Regions from separate parts of the Mus musculus genome. Here region 2 is linked to region 1. Evidence: chromatin contacts called from public Hi-C data. All regions are on one chromosome and are shown on one strand. Each heading gives the region's core, a stretch centred on a gene start, on an enhancer-like site or on the middle of the called end of the contact. The rest is flanking DNA. Distances are from core to core; before and after follow the strand shown. Region 1 overlaps Mcu (mitochondrial calcium uniporter). Region 2 overlaps Micu1 (mitochondrial calcium uptake 1).

Region 1 (6,716 bases), core at 1,552-4,051:
CCTCAACTAGGCTATTAAAAGTTTCCAGGTCTACATTCTCAGAGAGAGCAAAGGGTGAACTTAGATCCCCGTGCCTGTGTTTGATACCATGAATCAGACAAGCTTATTAAACAGGCAACTGGCCTCATTTATGAAGATGAGAGCTTAAGCTATTCCTGTAGTGCCTTGGTGGCCACTCCTCTGCTGTGCGTTTGGTGAAGGCCCTACTCCCTGCTAGCATCCCAGCATGGGTATCCAGGGTAACATCTACCTGGATGTGCCAGAGGACAAATGGCTGACCTTTCACCATCATTGAGAAGTATGCTACCCACCAACAAAATCCCACTGAAAGCAAGTCTCCAGCTAAGAGCTGTGCTTCCTTCCACCTTGTGTACTTGCCCGCTCTCTCTTTAGATGGTCTGTGCTCTCTTTTTTGTCTGTACTGGATTCTGTATCCCGTGCTGCGGCCTTGTATGTGGACTTTTGTTTTTATTTCATTGGCCGGTTTTTAAAAGCAAGTCTCTGGTTGAGTCTTTGTAATATTACCCACATACATGCATTTTAAAAAATGAAAATACAGTGTATAAATGTACCTTCAGGCTATGAGCATAAAATGCATATGAGACAAATAAATTTTGTGCTTAGAGTTGAGTCTCATCCTTAAGACATTTCATTGTACACAAGCAAAACCATGAAAAATTCAGATTTTTATTCTCCAGCATTTCAGATAAGTAATCCTCAGCCTATATTGCCTACTTTGATCAGTGAATTCCCTTCTGTTGCACATACATTTCCAGTCTTTTGCTGATTATTGCTTTGCTAAGGTGATAATCCTGTGGGTTCATCTTGGCTCACAGTGAATTTTAGGATGTGTTCCTAAACATAGGAGTTAGGAGGGTTACTCTATCTTTACATCTTTGTCAACTTGTGCTACCAAACATTTGGATCTATGACTTATGATGTGAAAAAAGCATATCAATGTAAGTTAAATTTGTGCTTTTTCCATGAGCCACTGCTGCTTTCCCCTCCTCCTCCCTCCTCCTGTGCTGGGGATAACCCCAGGACCTCTCTCCCACCAGGCAGGCATTCCCCCCGTGAGTTACACCAGCCTTAGAGTGTGGTTTCTTAGCAAGCCGATCCCGTAAGAACTTTGTTTCCCATCTTTGCCACTCTGAACACTGTGGTATGCACTTGGCCCATTTCTTTACACATGTTTTCTAATGATGTAACTAGGACACACACACACACACACACACACACACACACACACACACACACACATCACTAAAGAGTTTTTCTAAGGATCTCTTCTGGTTCATATAAGGCCAGAAAATAATTACGCAGGCTTTCTATAGTTATAGGATTTGCAATCTTTGTTTGTTTGTTTGAATTGACACAGGATTTCATGGTAGCCTCAGCTAGCTTTAACTTTGTTGTGCAGTTGAGAATGACCTTGAAGTTCTGGTCCTCCTGCCTCTACCTCCCAAGTGCTGATACTTTGATACTTTGGGGGTGAGCCACCAGACCTGGTTTATGTAGACCTTGGGAACTGAACCTAAGGCTTCATGGATGTTAGGCAGGGTCTTTACCAATCAAGATCCACCTCCAGCCCAGATTTGCTGTACTTTTAAAAGATTCTATCTAAAACATTCTATCATAAAGTGGACCACATTTTGTTTTCAGCACGACTGTGTGATTTTTAGCATAGAATTTCATCGGGGACCTTAGTTTAAATACTTGGAACCAGTGCAAGATTTTAATAGATTAGAAGATAAATGGCGTTGGGAAATTTTACAATTGAGTTTGTAGCTAGGGTTTGAGGAATAAAGGCCATTTTGGTAATGGATTTTTATGTTTAAATTGGATATTTGCTTGGTTGCAAGAGGATTAATTATAAGGATCTTCTCCTCTTGTAGTCTCTCAGCTTGAACAGATAAATATAGAGCGGCAGTGTTTGGAGAGGGAACTGTGTAGAAAATGTGTGGGTAGCTGTTGTAGTTTTGCACAGAAGATAACATCTAGAATAAAGAACAGATGAAAATACTCATTGAGGATTAGTGTTCTTAGAGCATCATCGCATCCAGCCTTCTCCAGGCCTAGCGTGCAGAGCCATTCAGAATCCAGCTCATATGCATGGCGGATGATAGACTCTCCGAGCTCAGCGCCCTTTTCCTTAACAGCCATCTCTCCGCACTTGCCACATCCTTTCCCATTCTTCGGAAGTCACGCATCTCTCTCTCTCTCCACACCCCGACTGCAGACTGTTGTCTTCTCAATCGCCTGCAGATGTGTCATCTTCTTTGTAAACCCTGTGTGACTTCTCTGGCCCAGGTTAGTCCTAATTTTTAGCTTTTGACTCTCATAACACTGATGACGTTGAGTTTCTTTCAACTGGGTCATGGGTATGTGTCTGCATAGTAAAGCACTGTCCTAAGTCCTGGGTTAATGGAGATGAGCGGTGCACACAGCATCCCTGGCTTCACAGTCAGCCACAAATGCAGTAAGTCATAAGGAAGCACCTCATCGTTGAACTGTGTGGGAAAAAGGTGCGAGGGGTGAACCAGAGTTTGTAGTTGCAAACGGCAGGCCCCCCCTGCTTACAGTAAACAGGAAAAAGTGATCTAAAAAGTGTGCTCTGGAGTTCACAGAGAGCTGAGAATCAGTCAGGATCGACGCCAGCGTTCTACCACTGGGCTAAAGTCACTGCAGACCCCACTGCTCTGCGTTCGCACCGGGAACAAGTGTTGGCCCTGCCTTGTCATTACTAAGTGCCACTTGAACCACGAGGACTTCTGCCGCTTTCGCTTTGGGAAGGAGAGCTGGTTTCACTCTGGTCAGCGTGGATTCCATGGCACCACCTCCGTGATGGCATCTGCTTCCTAACCAGAATACCAGAGTGGCAGAACATGGCCATAGAGCTGCCACCCTGTTTGCAAAGAGAGGCTGGGAAAGTCAGCCTTCGATTTCTATCACGGGAGGCAGGCTTTAGAAGATGAGAATTCCTCCCTCCCCCGAAAAAGAGTGTTTAAAAGTCCTAAGCGGTTAAAAACCACGGGGAATTTGGAAGAGTAATTAGAAGATCAGTTTAGATTTGAGTAGTTACAGAAGGGCTGACTGAAGGCTTACCATCCTTTCGAGGACACAGGTAAAGCATATTCCTGCTGAGAGACAAATGAAAAGCCCCTGCCTACAATTTGGGGTAACCGAGGGCGGTCTCGGTGTTATATGGGCTTCCGGTTGAAGGAAGATGTGGTTATGGGTAAGAAGAGGAAGTGTGTGGTGAAGTAACTGGGAGAGACTTTATTTGAACTAAGTCTGAGGTCACTGCTCTTACCCCCTTCCCTCCTCTGAGGTGTACTAGGGATTTTATAAATGAAATCAGTCCTACAAGTTCATTTTGTATTCAGTGTGAGTGTGTGTGTGTGTGTGTGTGTGTGTGTGTGTGTGTGTGTGTGTGTGCATACCTGCCTTGGTGTATATGTGAATACAGGAAAGACACACCTGTATAACTGAAACTCTGTGGGCTCTGAGATGCCATGGGGTGACTAGTGTCATCTGCGCATGGTTCAGGAGACTGGCATGAGGATCTAGCAAAGACAGGAGATATTAGGAAGACAGTGTCTGGTCAGGAGAACGAAGAGATGGGAGAAGGGGATGAAGGGGGATGTCAGTGTCCCATCCTGGTGGACCTTGAGACAATGACTTCTTGATTCTTTGTATCTTGGTAGACCTGAGGATTGTGGTTACAGTTGCTTACAGTATGCCAGGTCTCCCGATGGCTTCAGTGTAGGTACAGCCTGCCGTCTCAAAGGTGAGCTGGTAGTCTTTCCATTTGTACAATGACCTGGGTGTGATGACACATGCCTTTGTTGCAGCGCTGTGGAAGTGGAGGCAGAAGGAGAGAGTTTGAGCCTAGCCTGGAGATATACCTCGGAGACAGATCACGTACCGGGCATCATGCTGTGGTTTGATTCCCCAGCATCGTCACCAAGGACAAAAGAATAATTACATTATATAGTTAAGTGATTAAAAAAATCCCTGCCGTTTTGGTCTTTTTATAAATGAAATCAGTCCTACAAGTTCATTTTGTATTCAGTGTGAGTGTGTGTGTGTGTGTGTGTGTGTGTGTGTGTGTGTGTGTGTGTGTGCATACCTGCCTTGGTGTATATGTGGAGTTCATAAGACACCTGTGGGAGCTGGTTCTCTCCTACCACCATATGGGGCCCATCTTGTCAGGCTTGTCTTGGTGACAAGGGCCTATAATTGCTGAGCTACTACGCCAACCATAATTTGCCTTTGGAAGGCAGAATTTCAACACTGAACAAAGTCGACCCTGCTTCCTGCTAAGTCTTTTCCATTTGTAAAACTTGGCCCCTATAAGGGGAGCACAATCCAGATTTATCTAGTACTCTCCTACCTCAGAATGACATGTGGGCTTTAGATGAGCTAACAGAAGCAAGCGTGGGAGGTTGTACTCCGTTAATCAGCCTTCACACCACTGCTGTTCTGAGTGAGCGGATCCTTGATTGGAAACCTCTCCCATATAATGTGTAGCCGCATCCCTGGTCCCTACCCAGCAGGCTCAGGTAGCATGCTCCTCTCAGCTGTGGCTTTGGGCACTGCCGGATACCATTTCTGTTTGAGAACCATCTCTCGATTTCCCTTTGCCTGTCTTTTAAAACTTATTTGTGGTTTTAGTGCCTGGTGGCCATACCCTGAGAAAGCTATTTTTGTTTTGGTAACAGGTCTTACTGAGTGCTCAGGCTGGCCTTGAACTCTGGGATGAAACGTCTTGCAATCCCAGCCTCTTAGATAGTCAGGACTGTAGGTCATACTCTTCTCTAGGAAACTGGGAAGTCTAAAAATGAGAAGACAAAACTCTATCCACATTCTGTGCATACCATTTAGATGTTTTTAATCTGGCACTGCTTTTGTAAGATCAAATAAGAGAATGTGTCACCCATGCTCACTATGGGTGATATTGTGGGTGCAGTGGCTTATCCTGGAACAATATTGAGGTTCTCTCCATCATGCCGTAGCAGGATGGCTTTACCCTTCCCTCAAGTGTGATCTCTGACTGGATAAGCCAGTTACCCAGAGGTTGACGGACACAGGGTCATAGAAAAGGAGCGCCAGCACACCTAAGTGCGCTCTGCACAGGCAGGGTCAGTATTCTTTCACAGATGTCGGTGTCGCTTTTGTGAGAACCGAACCTTACAAGCTGCAGCTATGCATGGCACACTGACCAACCTCATAAGCAATAATGGGTCCATAACATTATAGTGACTTTGAGTTCATTAATAACTTAGTTTGGGTTTGATGTTTTCACAAGGATGGACTTGCCTGATAATGCATTTCTTGGAATCTCTTCCATCTTTAAGCAGGGCATGACTCTTGGAGGTTTTATTTATTTGTTATTTTAGTACTTTGAGACTGGCCTAAGCCCACTGTACGTAGCCTGGAGTGTCTCCACCATTGCAAGTGGTGGGATCCCGGGTGTCTGCTACTGTGTAGCATACATTTGTTTCTTGTTGTGGCTTTTAGTTGAAGAAGTTAGGGAGCTTTGTGCAAGCTAATCCTGTCCATTCCATCCTTGCCAGTGACTGAGTGAGGAGCCCAGGTTGAAGTGAGTCGCACTTGGAGTTCCCTTCTGGGAACTGGCGTTGCTTCTGGAATGGGCGTGTGTTCTGAGCCGGCCCTGTCATCCTGAAGGAAAGGCTTTTGATTAGGTCCTCGCTCATCTTCTTGATCCTCATTTCCTCCCTGTGGAATGTGGCTCTTCATTCATCTGCCTCATGAGTAACAGAGAAACAAACAGGTGTTGTTAAACCTGGGTGTAACCTGGGAGCGGAACTTCGAGATTCACCAGCCTTGAAGCCAACTCCTTGAGATCTCACGGCACGTTTCTGGCGCTTTCGAGCTGTTGTTCTAGATGTAGCTCAAGATAGCGCCCGATCAGACCGGACACCGGAGGTATGCTGCTCTGGAACAAATGCTGCTATGCACTTTCTACTTTCAGAATCTGGATGAAAATCGGCTGGACTCGGAACGAGTTACTTCAAGACTCACAAAACAGCCAGCTTCATTTAAACTCAATCCCTAGTATTTGCAGTGTGTGCCACTTTAAGAATCATAAACACTCTGTGTGTAAACTCTCTTTTATTATTGAGGTTCTGTGTAGTGAGGCTTGTCCTTATCTGTGGACCCTTCTATCTGCACCCCGGAAACACTGCCTTCTGTATTCAAACGGAAGGGTTTTTACTCCGCATAGGCCAGGGGGTAGAGGACGAAAGAGGACAATCTGTCTCCTCTCCTCTCTAACAGCAGCTTTACGGAGGGCTAATTCACGTAGGGTGATGCTTGCCGTGTAAAGCATAAGAACTCAGTGGTTTTAAAGACACACAGGCTCTCTAGTAGCACCATTTTTTTTAAATTCTAGAAAACTTCCAATGGTCAATATCCAGTATCACTTATACCTCGTCCCTGGCAAAACTCCTTTTTTCTTATGTTTTAATTAAAAATTTTTTTTTATCTATGTATATGTGCTTGTGTGTGTTCTTGCATGCGTTGTGTGTGTGTGTGTGTGTTGGTGCTGAGTGAGGAGGTCAAGAGAGGGCATCAGATCTTTTGGGGCTAGAGTTGCAGGGTTTTTGTGAGCTGTTCCTCTGGAATAGCAGTATTTGTTTGTAACCACTGCGCCCATTTCCCCCCCCCCCCCCAACACACACACTTTTTTT
Region 2 (6,716 bases), core at 3,014-5,513, 230 kb before region 1:
GTCCTTTCAGTTTTTTCAACATCCAAGGCAAGGAAGAAACATGTCTAGGCGAGAAGCGGTTAAAAAGCAGTGGTGTTCGTGGACAATTTCTTACGCAAACAGAACTCGGGGACATCAGAATGCTGGCCATCTTGTTTCTTCTTTAGCTTCTGGCTTTTAAAAGCTGTGATGGTCCAATGGCAAGCCGATCAGAAGGGCTCATTTTCAAGGCCAGTGAGGTCAGGGTGACCTCAGTCACCATGGGAAGCACGAGGGCGGCAGCAGAACTGCCTGTAAAGAAGCCTTGTCTTGATCACCACGACGCTGGTCCTTATTCACAGAGCATCTTCAGTGCCAGACTGGGGTTCTGATCATGGCCACGTGACGACTGCTGTCCTGTGGGGAAGGTCTGGGGCCTGCGGTGAGAGTTTCTGGGGAGACTCTGGGAAGAGTCCAGGCTCTCCCGTGGGTCTGAGTGCCTGGGCAGCCAGCAGTCCAGTCTCTGCTTCAGTCTGCTCCTCCCCAAGTGCTGGTGGGGCTTTGTGGCTGCCCTTCACCTGTACTGGGTACAGGCAGTGTTAAAGGATGGCAGAGAGTGGGGCTGAGTAGAGCTCCCGAGACGCCAAGGTCTCTAATGTCAATGCTGCTCACTCTCCTCTTCCTCTCTAGTAACATTATTATCAGTCGATTTGATCCTACTCCTGCTCATTCCCACAGAACCTTCCACAATGGGGCCTGACTCTCTTTATGTAAATAATCAACCCTGTCGTCTCATCATTAAGCCTTCAGTACCCTCTCGCTGTTCTGAGTGAGGGCTAGGCTCCTTCTGTGCCTCTCTGACCACAGTTGTCCTTGCTCTGGGATGCTCCAGCCATACTCCAGCCATACATACATTCTTGCACGTTAACCATTTTGTCAATGTGGCATGAGCTAGTGTCATCTGAGAAGATGGAACCTCAACTAAGAACCTGCCTTATCGGACTGGCCTGTAGGCAAGTCTGGTGGGGGCGTTTTCTTGATTAATAATTCATACAAGAGGGCCTCTGTGGGTGGTGCCAAAGCTGAACAGGTGGTCCTGGGCTGTATAAGAAAGCAGGCTTAGCAAGCGAATCATGGAGAGTAAGCCAATAAGCAGCCTTCCTCCATGGTCTCTGCTTCAGTTCCTGCCTATAGGTTCCTGCCGTGGCTTCCTCTGACAAGGAATCATAACCTGTAAGCTTGCTCCATCCTTTCCTCTCCAAGTTGCTTTTGGTCATGGTGTTTATCAGCGGTGCAAAGCAGACTGGGTAAGTCCTTCCCCCGCCTTCTCGAGATCATGTTTCAGTGGATTCTGCCTTTGGTCCATCGTTTTCAATCTGTGCAAGACTCCTCAGGAGATCTCTCCAGTTCTCATGGCTTTAAGGACCAATGATTACCAAACCTGGCTCAGGGCTCCGAGGCAGATGTGCATGCTGAGCTGCCTTGTGGTCATCTCCACGTGGACAGCCTATAGTTATTTTAAATCCAAGGCACCTACAACAGAATACTATCTTTCTTCCCATCCAAATGAACTTTTCAATGTTCTTCAGTTCCAGTGCATGGAGCCATCTGGCTTTGATCAAGAGACCTGGGGTTATTCTACCCTCTCTCCTACTCTCTGTGTACTGTTCACTATTCTTCTCTCTTTGGGCCTTAGAGCTGAGAGATGTATTCATTCCCGAATGGTTCACGACACGTTCTCATTATTATTGATACCTCTGCAAAACCCAGAGGTTCCCATGGTTTTATTTCTCCCTGTATCCGAGGCAACCTACCTTCCCATCTTTGAAGTGCTTCTTCAGCTGTCTCTGCATGGCGGTCAGCTTCTTGGACTGCACTCCACTGTAGGCCAGCAGCATGCCCCCGAACTGCCTCTCAGAGATTCTCCCATCTACCGGGTCATGGCGTTCAAACTGGGGAGGAAGCAGACAGAGTGTTCTGGGAGTTACATGGAAGGTATTTTGGTGTGGGCTGTGGGATGATCAATTGTGTTTGAGGGGAGAAATGAATCTGGCCCTTGGTTCCTCACAGAGAAAGCAGAACTGCTTAAACGCCTGTGTGACGTCATCACAATGAAGGTCATTACTCTGAGTTACTAATATGCACCAATAATAATAAAACCAAACAGTTAAACTCAGAACAGACAACCCCTCCCCATCCCCCCTTGGGTCAGGAGCATCCTTGAGGAACAGGGCCAATTTTAAAACTATAGAAAATTTCACAATTTTTCTCTTTTCTTCTTTTTAGACAGGCTCTCACTATGAGTTCCTGGCTGGCCTGGGACTCAGCATGTAGACCATGCTGGCCTCGAACTCACAGAGCTCTGCCTGCCTCTGCCTCCTGAGTTCGAGAGTTCATACATTAATAGTAATAACCAGTCTCTAAGATCATCCATGACCTTGCTTCTTAGAGAAGACTTAAAATAAGGATTTTAAGTCTTATCAATCATGCTTATGCAAAAATCAAATAGATCCCTAAGGATTTCAAACAAGCGTAATGTAATTAACAAGTTTTCTCAAAAAGGATATCTGAATGATAGGACATCAATAATGCTTAAGAGAAATATGTAACAAGACAAAGAACCTTGAGCTAATCTAAGCTTATCAGAGCACTGAGATTTCATTTAGAAACAGGACAAGGAAGCTCTCTTGGTCCCAGTTGCAATGTTAGTTCTATGTAATATGTAACACGTAATGTTGAGGTTTGGTCTTTTGCTATGTATTAGAATTATATTATTATAATGTATTATAATGCTAAATACTGGTCCCTAAGGCCTGGTTGCCCCCAAGGATGAGAAAATCTGCACATAGACTCAAGTGATGCAATGTCACCTTGACCCCTAAGTTACTCCTGATTGGTGAATGAAGATGCCTACAGCCTATAGCTGGGCAGAATTGATATAGGCAGGGCTTGGAGTTCCCAGGCTTGGGATCTGAGGAGACCATGAGAGAGGGAGAGGATGGGAGAAGAAGATGTCATGGGTAGGAGAGTCATGAAAGCATGGCTATGAGGACTGGCCAACTGAAGTTAAGAGCAGTTCAGACGAAACATGGAGAATTATAACTCAGGGTTATTAATGGGGAAATAGATTCTAATAGCTTAGAGGGTGGATATCTGCCCAGCTCTAGTGCTGATTAAGGCTAATAATAATAATAATAATAATTATAAAAGGCAGGGTAGGCCTAGTGGCCAAGTAGGGGCCAAAAGGACAGGAGGATGGTAGAATGTCCTCACACTCCCACATGGCAGGGTTGATCTGCTCTCCTGAGAGGGAGTTCACAGATGTCAGATGGTACTAAGTAAGTTCATGTCAACAAGCATGTCCCCACCGTCTTCTCCTTGTCCAGCACTGTGTGAGTCACCGTGCGGCATGGGAAGGAAGATCCCTGGGGACCTCTGCTAGGCAGATGACACATGTAAGACAGTGATAAAAATGGAAATATCCAAGAGTAGATTCTTTCCAGTCTTGCTTCCTCCCTCATGAGTCACAGAGTATACAAGCCACAAGAACTACACCGCAATAACAACTCTTTACTGCGCATGCACCTCACTCCAGAAGTTCCCCGTACACTCTCTCATTTAAATCTTTGTCAGGTCGGTGGAGCTTCTTGGCTCTGCTTTGCAGACAAGAAGCCTGAGGCAACGTGCAATTGACTAAGCTGGGTTAGCAGATGTAGTCCATCTGGATTCACAAAATTCCCTACTTCTCTGCAACCTTCAGGGCAGCACCCTGATATTCTGAATAAGCTACAACAGTGGGGAGGAGGGGCGGGGCCGAGAGCCGGCTGAAGGAAAGCACAACTCCTCCTGCAAAGGAATCGACATCACCACCACAGGCCAGAGGCTCCTTTCCCACTCGGGCCCACAGCAGTTCCCATCCGTCACTCCGTCTCTTGCACAGAACTGATTAATTTCTGACAAAACCCAAAGTTTTGGGGGGATTCGATTTAAGTTTGATTTATGGCTCAATTTGCCATCCTGAAACAAAACGGAGGAACTGATAAAAATTCTGAAAGCGGGCAACGTTTTGCACTGTTTAAAGCAGGTTTCCCGTAGGGTCAGATGGCTGAGCTGGAGTTGACCATACAGAATGTATTTACAGGCAGGGTCTACCCCAAAGCTGTGCCCCGCGGCTCTCTGGGCTGGCCTGGAGGATCTGGATAGACATGCCTGCCTTTCTGGAACTCCCTACCAGGGTGGAACAAGGCAGATTCGAAGTTGAAATGCTTCTTGTTTGTAAACCTGACAGCGGCTGGCTTGCTCAGGGTTCATGAAAAGCCTTCAGTTTCCACCCTCTAAAGGCACAAACATTCCTCTGTTGTGTTTCAAGGGCAGTTTCTAGGGGAGAGCCTCAAGTAGCAATTTCAATGCTCAAATTAGTATTTTTACTAGTTTTTGAAGACACAAACTTGGCTTTTGGTAACATGTTCCACTATTATCAAGCAATTAGAACCCAAAAGGCTTAAACATCAATATTTGTCCTTTCTGCAGCCTGGCCGACTTCAAAACTCATGGCTTCAGCTCTATGCTTTCACTTTGGACAGCCAGCATCTCTCAGTTTAGCCTACGGGGTCTTCTGGGGTAAAGCTACCTAATGAGGTTTTTCATGTTGCAGAGGATCAGGGTCTTGTGCATACCAGGCAAGGGCTCTACACTGAGCTCCAGCCCCAAGCCATTAGGTTCTGAGGGCTTAAATGAGGCCAAGCTGGCAGGGGTGCGGTGGGGTGGGGTGGGGTGGGGTGGGGGTAGAGGGCGTGTGTGTGTGTGGGGGGGGAAGGTAGGTGGTAGGTGTTTCACACACTACATCTGCTAACAGACACAAACATTCTACTTGTTCAACATTTTAAAGTTGAAGACCTACTAAATGGTAGTTTGGGAGTTTTGAGGACTGCATTTCGGGGATCTACTGACTAAAATGTCAAGGGCCATGGATAGATGTTACATGGCTGGAGAGATCATGTGTACACTTATTTTTTTGACATAGACTTCTCACTGTGCAGCCCACACTGGCCTCAACCTCATGATCCTGCTGCCTCAGCTCTCTAAGTGTGCCCCGCCATGCCTGACTCCCATCTTGTATTCTTTCTTAGCATTTCTGTTGCCATGAAGAGACACCTTGACCATGGCAACTCTTAAAAAGGAAAACATTTCATTGGTGCTGGCTTACAGGCTCAGAGGTTTAGTTTATTGTCATCACTGGTGCGATATCTGGTGGTGTGTAGGCAGACATGGGGCTGAGAGAGCTACATCTTGATCTGTAGGCAGCACAGGCAACTGTGCAACCATACTGGGTAGAGCTTGAGCATAGATGACCTCAAAGCCCTCCTACACAGTGATGACACACTTCCTTCAATAAGGTCACACCTCCTAAGAGTGCCACTTCCTATGGGCCAAGCATTCTAATGAGTCTACAGGGGCCACTCCTATTCAAACCACCACATATTTTTTTAAAATTTAATTTGTAATTTATTTTTTACACCCCATATTCCATTCCCCACCCCTCCCCTCCCACCCTCCAACTGCTCCACATCCCACACCTCCTCCCCACCACACCCCGTCTCCACACGGATGCCCGCACCCTCCACCCCATCTGACCTCTAAACTCCCTGGGGCCTCCAGTCTCTTGAGGGTTAGGTGCATCATCTCTGAATGAACCTAGACCTGGAAGCCCTCTACTGTATGTGTGTTGGGGGCCTCATATCAATCAGGATATGTTAAATCCTGACAAACCTGCAGGTGCGCCCTTGGAGTGTCACAGGCATGTAATCAGTCCTCCAGGTCACCGAGGGCCTCAAGGAGAGACCCAGGTAATTACAAAATTATCATAGTGCAGAAAACAACTGTGTATCTTGGAAGCAGTCTGCATTACCGGCTTGCACGACTTAGCAAACACATGCCCCACTTAAACTGGGGTCCCTTAAGCTCTGCTTCAGTGACAGTTAAGGGATTCTATTTTCCTTCGCCCTGTGGCGAAGAACGTGCGCAGGCAGGCCAGCACATCACTGACCATCTGTCTGCCTACCCATGTTTCACAGGCAGCTGCCCAGGCTTGTGGCTTCCCTATGCAGCCGCGACCACATTCTCAACCGCATACAAGCTTCCTGTTGACCCCAGGGGCTGCAGGGCCACAAAGAAGGGCCAAAAAAGAGAAGACAGCGAACACTGGGAGATTCTTCCTGGCTTTCTAAACACAGTGCACCTTTCCTTCCCACCCCTGCTCCTTGGTGACAGGAGGGCTAGTCTTTTGGAAGGACAGATAATATACATTTAGCTATATGATACCTATCTATCTATCTATCTATCTATCTATCTATCTATCTATCTATCTATCTATCTACCCGAGGAAGATGAAAAGCTAGGGAGAAAAAAATACATGTTTTATTACAAGTGCCAAAAAATGAGGCTAAAACGAGTAGAAGGAGAGAGAAATCAGTGTCTGAGAGTGTGTCACTGCTCAGCAAAGGCTTTGGAGGGCGCTGCACTCTGGGATGAGGAAAGCCCGTGTGCTCCTCTGTACAGTTACAACCTCTGCAAATCCCTCCCTATATCCGTGTTTCAGAATGACAGGCTTCCCCAGGCCTTTCCTAGCTTCTGAACCGCACAGAGCCACACTGCACAGTGACCTCAGGCCACTTAGCCAGACACATCTGTGCTCTTCAGTGGGACAGAACGGCAGGGCCTCTGTGCCATTGTTCTTTCTGTCTGGAGTTTCATACCAC

What was found. A called contact is a pair of places that touch in the nucleus more often than the background predicts.
Region 2: a contact with region 1 is called in a Hi-C map of cerebral cortex, with 2.2 times the contacts expected there. The contact joins two enhancer-like sites. A contact is called at or near these places in 7 of 39 promoter capture datasets (the HPC-7 cell line, cranial neural crest, hippocampal neurons and 3 more), 1 of 15 datasets of contacts at CTCF or cohesin (the NIH/3T3 cell line), 6 of 484 Hi-C or Micro-C datasets (cerebellar granule neurons, cerebral cortex, embryonic stem cells and 3 more), 6 of 115 datasets of contacts at active chromatin or transcription factors (the 230-238 cell line, CD8 T cells, T-cell acute lymphoblastic leukemia and 2 more) and 2 of 9 other capture datasets (adipose tissue and embryonic stem cells).

The regions. Positions count from the first base shown.
Region 1 is chr10:59,586,121-59,592,836 of GRCm38.p6, reverse strand. All of the region lies in intron 1 of Mcu (mitochondrial calcium uniporter), which reads left to right. Among named protein-coding and RNA genes, the nearest start is that of Gm40671, 14 kb to the right of the region's middle. Within about 2 kb of position 2,801, at least 130 of the 459 cell types and tissues checked have an H3K27ac peak or open chromatin away from gene starts, as enhancers often do. A contact at or near this core is called in adipose tissue, bone marrow-derived macrophages and cerebral cortex, where this site is marked.
Region 2 is chr10:59,822,383-59,829,098 of GRCm38.p6, reverse strand. It overlaps Micu1 (mitochondrial calcium uptake 1), which reads right to left. Exons shown (of 12, transcript NM_144822.3): 9 at 1,773-1,910. Among named protein-coding and RNA genes, the nearest start is that of Gm23803, 7.9 kb to the right of the region's middle. Within about 2 kb of position 4,263, at least 97 of the 459 cell types and tissues checked have an H3K27ac peak or open chromatin away from gene starts, as enhancers often do. A contact at or near this core is called in adipose tissue, bone marrow-derived macrophages and cerebral cortex, where this site is marked.